Linked DNA regions of Zea mays: region 1 is linked to region 2. The links are chromatin contacts, called in public Hi-C maps. All regions are on one chromosome and are shown on one strand. The core of a region is the stretch at or near the end of the contact, and the rest is flanking DNA. Distances in the headings are between cores, read along the strand shown. Region 1 holds the start of LOC100217181 (putative casein kinase family protein). Region 2 holds the start of LOC100382841.

What was found. Hi-C and Micro-C count contacts between places; a contact is called where the count stands out from the background.
Region 1: a contact with region 2 is called in a Hi-C map of ear, with 2.4 times the contacts expected there. The contact joins the promoter of LOC100217181 here to the promoter of LOC100382841 in region 2. A contact is called at or near these places in 2 of 25 Hi-C or Micro-C datasets (ear and tassel).

The regions. Positions count from the first base shown.
Region 1 is chr5:189,832,198-189,835,435 of Zm-B73-REFERENCE-NAM-5.0, forward strand. LOC100217181 (putative casein kinase family protein) reads left to right here and starts at 1,399. Exons shown (of 14, transcript NM_001143542.1): 1 at 1,399-1,849; 2 at 1,970-2,010; 3 at 2,738-2,807; 4 at 2,886-3,034; 5 at 3,191-3,238. The coding sequence starts at 1,774.
Region 2 is chr5:189,394,390-189,397,653 of Zm-B73-REFERENCE-NAM-5.0, forward strand. It overlaps LOC100382841, which reads right to left and starts at 1,602. Exons shown (of 9, transcript NM_001350020.1): 1 at 1,394-1,602. The coding sequence starts at 1,453.

The DNA.
Region 1 (3,238 bases), core at 149-2,648, 440 kb after region 2:
GTGGAGGAGGCGAGGAGCGCGGGATGTGTGGGGCCTACGACTGACGAATGGCGCGGAAGGAGGGTGTTAGCATAGATGGTCAAATGAGTCGTGCCTAGCGGGCCGACATGAGGTATGACTCATTTAATAGTGTCGTGGTTTGGCCCGACACTATTAAGATGGGACTCGTGACAGTCCGACCCGAGAGACATGTCATGCTTGGGCCGTTGTCTCGGGCCGTAATGTCGGCCCGACATGATATGATTTTTTATTATTTTGAAAACCTAGTCTACACATATTTATAACATATATTGACTATTAGATACAAACTTGCTTGCGCTCAAGTGGCTAGCATAGCATATATAGTGTTGTGCGATGTCTTCCCATACCATGGGTTGGATCCCCCTCCCGAGCGCAATAATTTTGGACGATTTTTCTATAGGCGTCAAGGTGAGGACATGGTTTCACCGTGGTCTACACTATCGTCTTAATAGTTAGTAGAGACTCAGTAAAAAACTATTATAAAATATGACAACCTTATTAATTAATTTGTAAGGAATTATTGCAAGCTTTTTGATATTTATTGGTGAAATTTTACATATGGATAGTAATTAAATTAAATTAATAAATGTGACATATATTCACTCTATTTCAATGAACATAGATTTGCATAAATATGAGAAGAATGAGACGCAACCCATACAAAAGTGCAGGCATCCAAGAGTGGTAGTCTAAGGGCCTGTTTGGTTCAGCTTTTTTCTGACCAGCTTTTTCGAGAATCTAGCTGTGGGAAGAATCTGGCTGTGTAGAAAATCTGAGTATCATTAGGATTACGTGCGGAGGAAGATAAAGTTTTCCATGGGGCTCAGGATCTATAAAGTGACGGATTACTACTATTGCGACGACTCAACCGATTATATGTTTATGTTGATTTTGAATGGTTTTTACTCAAACAAATTTTATAGAAGCTGTCTGAAAAGCTGAGTGTTTGGCAGTCCGCAGCAACTTCTGATGGCCAGAAGCTGTGAAAAGCCGAAACAAACAGGGGCTAAACAAGATGCAAACACTTTACGTACGTATAAAAATAGGAGGTGAGGCTGTCAATCCCACATCACAAACGACAACTTTCGGTTCCACCACTGCTGTCCTTCTCTTTTGAAACGTTAATTCATTCAGCTTGTTTTTTTTGTGCCAGACGAAAGTCACCGCGTGTTGGCACCACGGGAGCTCCACTAATTCATTCAGTTTGATTTGGACGTTCGGTAACAAACATGTATAGGATGGGATGGGAATGGGACTCACAAAAACTAGACGCAACGCAAGAAAGAACCATGCGAAAACAAAACCAGACGCCGTGCCCGTGCCCGTGCTCTCCTATCCCACCTACCCGTTGTCCTGCCCTGCCCCGTCCGTCTCCCACGGTTTCCGCGTCCCACCCATCCCTTCCACACTTTCTCACCCCCGCCCTTCTCACCCCCCGAAAAAATTCCCCCGGAAATCAGAGACGCGAATCCCTCCCTCGCCCCACGTCCGAGGTCGCTCGCCAATTCGATCCGCCTCGTCGTCGCCCGCCCGCCCGTCCGCCGGTCGACCTTGACTGCTCCGTCGCACGTGGCGTTTCGCAGCGCGGAATCTACCCTGGGTTGGGTTGGGAGATCCGGGGAAACCCTTGTTCCCGGGCGCTCCGGGCTCGAATCTCGCTGCAGACGGGCAATGTGAGCGCTCTCCATCGGAGAGGGACGATCTGCGGGGCGGTTGTTGGCCGGGTGAATCGTGCGGTGCGGGGTTGCGGGAATGGAGCACGTGATCGGAGGGAAGTTTAAGCTTGGGAAGAAGATCGGGAGCGGATCTTTCGGGGAGCTCTATCTCGGTAAGCGTCTCGCCGGGCCCTTGACCCACGCGTGTCTGCGGGTTCCTACGCGCCGCTGTTTTGTACTGCTCGTCGTTCCGCGTCTGTCGTTGATGCGATGATGTTTCCTTTTGGCTGCAGGTGTCAACGTACAGAGCGGCGAGGAGGTGGCTATCAAGTTGGTATGAGATAGTTTGATACTGTTCGTGGACCATTTTTTTTTCTCCCTATCGTGGAAATACATGCCTGACATTCGGCATTAGTTTGTTCCATATGCAAACATATATTTGGCCAACCATTGCTAGAACCGTTTCCCCGAAGAATTCTCGTGTAGATTATGGCATGACATAATTATGAAAATGAATGGTGCTGTGCATGTAATTGCTTTCAAAGATACTGACATGGTTCTGAGTTATATTTTTACATGACTAATAACAAGACTTTCAAACCGTTTCTTGGTTGTCCATGCGAATTGACCTGTGGATTCAGTCCAAATCATGGTTCTGTTACCTTTCATTAGTGTGGCTGTATAACAGCTCCTCCTTTTTTTTAGGGAAAAGAAGTAACGAGTCATATTTCATAGGGCCATTTTGAACATATGAAATAGCACTTGCAGAAAGTTGATTTATGGTGGTCCGTGATAAGAGAACTTTAAATTTTACATTTTATCCTGTATGTATGACGTGGATTATGGATTGACTAAAGCAAAAAAAAGTGCTATGGGAAAATTTAGGTTATATTGCTCTATATGTAATGGATTTGTAGCCTGAACATATAGTATTACGTTTTGAGACAGAATGAGGTTAGCCATTTTCAAGCAATATGATCTTTCAGTCTTAGTCTTGGTAGTACCCCTTTCAGCCTCAAGGCACACTACCTGACCGTTTTTCGTCATCTCATGTTTACCAGGAATCTGTAAAATCAAGGCATCCTCAGCTTCATTATGAGTCAAAACTATACATGCTTCTCCAAGGGGGAAGTAAGTAATAATACAAGGACATAGGCTGTTTGTTTCATATGCTTTCACTGATTCAATATTTTTTCTTCTAAACTTCAGCTGGAATTCCTCATTTGAAATGGTTTGGAGTGGATGGGGAGTACAATGTCATGGTCATTGATCTTCTTGGTCCAAGCCTCGAAGACTTGTTCAACTACTGCAACAGAAAGTTTTCTCTTAAAACAGTACTTATGCTAGCTGATCAGATGGTTAGTTTCTCTTGCGAGATATATCATTTTGTTTTTTTAGCTTTTGTTACCTGTATGGCGGCATAACTATAAAATTGATGGCCCAATTTCTCAATTGTTGAATATTTTTTTGGTGGGTTTTCGCCAAGTTAATGTCTTCCTGTTGTTGTCATACAGATATCTAGGGTAGAGTACATGCACACGAGGGGGTTTCTTCATCGTGAT
Region 2 (3,264 bases), core at 352-2,851:
TCCCATCCCCTGTCCACACATCTCATTCTCAGATATGATGATCGGATCTGGTAGTGGTACCGATTGCTAACCATACCATATGCATCCCAAAAGAGCAATGGGGTCAGGAGCACACACATTTATATGTACCCAGTATTCTCGGCTTTTCGTGTATTATATTTCGTATATGCATAAATGCGAGCATACGCGAATGATGACGAGAATGAAGGTCTTTTTTTATTTTCTCTAAACGATCTCCCCAACTTATATTTAGATAAAATTTTCTCGTCCATACGCTTCAATGATATTCTCTAAAGTGTCCGCTAAATATAAATATAAAAGATGATCCTCAAATTTATATATAGAGAGAGACTCTATCTCCTCTCTTCTATCTATTTTTTTATACTTTAGACAACGGTTTAAGCAAAATTAAAATATGTATAAGTAAGATATTTAAGGTATAACAGATATTTACATACATAAATCTACCAACATATAGTAAAATATGTCTTATATATAAGTATTTAACATATAGGTACGTTGTTGTTGGAGAAAAATAAAATACAGAGGACAAAAAAACTTTTAGAGATAGTAAAAGAATATGGTGCTTGTGATGTTATCTACTCTACACCACTTTCTTTGTTTCTAGGGACGTTATCTACTCTACAGTGTACAGTCAAGGTTATCTCCAGCGTATCCCTATCATATCCCTTACCGTATCGTCTATTTCAAAATTTACTCTGCAAAACAGTGTCAAACAATCTCATCTATAGTTAGTTCCGTATCTCCTATTCTACACGATCTATCCAAGACAGCCTAAGAGCCGTGTTCGATGACTTCATACATACGATGGAAGCAAGCCAAAAGCTATACAGCATACAGAACAGCGTTCTAAGAACAAGTTTAATAATTCAGCCCACTGCTGCTGCAGTGACCTTTGCGTTGAAGCTGGCTATAAGTTTACTTCTCATTTTCCTCCTCTTCTTTCCGCTCCACATCAACATTTAGCCTGATTACGGCCACTTATTATACTTCTCTAATGATAACACCGTCATTACCATATCTGAAGTGGGGGGAAAAAAGGCACCACCTCGTTGCGGAAAGCAGTTACATGTGCATGAGCTACTACAGTAATCTCGTTTTAATATACTCATCACGCCCCTCTGTACACGCACAGACAGTAACCTCCTAGATGAAGCTTACCATCACACGCATGCAAACAGTACGAGTGACGGTAGTCCTACAGCACCGAAACCGCCGGAGCACAGCCATGGCCTCCGACGCGCGCATCGGATAGATCTCACGCGCCCGCAGGCGAAACGAAACCAAGGAAGAAGAAGGCGTGGTGAAGATGAAAGAAAGAGGATAGGAGAGTAGCAAGCACACCATGCGTGAACGCTTGCCATATACGCACCTTGAAGTTTCCAAGCCTTTGCCATGGCCATTCAGTCAAAGGGCCCGGCCTGGTGGCCATGGCGCGCGCGCGATAGAGGATGCCCCCCTTTGCTCCTGTGCGCGCTGCGCTAGTGTGGTCAGTCAGTCATCCAGGACCTCGCCAAGCGCTCTTGCTCCCGCCCTCTCCCTAGCGTTTTATAACCGCGCAGGTGCAGGGCAGGCTCGGCCGCTGGCGCACGTCTCTTTTCGACCTCCGTTTTATAAATTTATAAAACCAAATTTAAGAAAGTTTGATATTCTCAAACCTTTGAAAACCCAGAGAGAGTGACACTCGCTGTGCTAGCCGTCTACGCTCGCCGTGCGTGATTTATCATCCGGCCCCACGCGGTCAGAGGCTGCGAGAGAGTCCCCTCGGCTCACGTGTTGCCTCTCTGCGTGTGTGTGGCCCCGGACTGCTGGCCATCTACAGCGATTCTACGGACTGCAGACGGCATGCACTGGCGCCGCGCGCATTGATGCCGAGCAGGCGAGCACAGAGACAGAGCGGCCAGCCACCAGCTGCCCCCAGGCCGGCCCCTAGGCATCCCATGTCTATACGGTCTACTACTACTACTAGTACGATACGACCCACCCGAGGCGCGGTGCGGTTACACAGTACGCACGCGATCGGGCGCAATAATGCCGCGCTGCTAGCAGCCAGGGCCCGGCCCGCGCGCGACGCGGAGGCGGCGGCGGCCGGCCTCCTCCCGCCCGCCCCATGCCTCGCAGCATAACAAAAGCGTTTCGCCCCCAGTGCCGCTCACGCGTCCCGCCGGGCCCGGGGGGCATGAGCTAGTGAGGCTTGCATTGCGTGTGGGGATTGGAATTGGGAGCCGTTTCCCCCACCCGTCCGCGTTCCGTTCCATTCTAGTATTCTGTTACGCTTCTTCTTTCTTCTACTTCCCCCGCCTCCCGCCGGTTCCGTCTGTGTTTTGGGGGAAACGGACGGATGGGGGGCAACGGCTGCATGCGTATCAGCGTATGGCAACACAATATGCGCCCGAGAGCCGTGCGGCATGGAAATATCGAATGGGGTCTTCAAACGCTCGACCTTCCATTTTCCAACCCACGTACTACTACAAAAACAAAGCAGAGTAGGAAGAGGGTAACATTGTGTAGGCTATTCAGCGTATCTGTCTCTAAGAGCACTCACATCCTAGAAACTGCTAAACGATTTCTATAGTTAACACCTCGCTAAGAAATCGCTTATAAAAACTATGATAACCGGATGCTCGTCACCAACGCGCAAAACTGTGGGTTTTTAGATCTTCTTTGCGCGTGTAGACCGGGGTTGTTCTCTTCGGATTAAAGCTAAATGTTTGGACTGCTACAGCTACAGTCCATAGAGACAACATTATAAAAGCAGTAGAAGCCGGTATAGATTAAAGCCAAGTGAATATTGTTGGAACTTGCTAACTTGTGGTCAGCCAAGCTTAAATGGTGAGAGAATGAAAAACAGTTTGATGCCAGTAGACGCAATGTGTTGGGGCAACACTGTTTTTTCTTCGTCCCCTGCAATGGTACAGTACGAGAGTATTTATAGGTAACCGAGAGACTGCCCAACCCTGTCAAGGACATTTAGGCCCTCGATTACCTAGTTTATCCCCGGAATATTCCCTCAAGGGGGGTTACAGTGAGTCATTACGGCATATTTTATTACAGGCACGGCCAAACCCACACTGCCCACAATGCGATCGGACGCGGGGCCCTATTTTATGGGCCGAATTGCACACGAGCCCTCCCTGCTCTGAGGGGGACGAGGCCTTATGGTCTTCCCTGGGTCTTCGTCTTGGCTTGTGGGAGCGAAGGGGGCCGAACAGACCTCCTTGTGGACGGAGTCCTTGGTCTGTC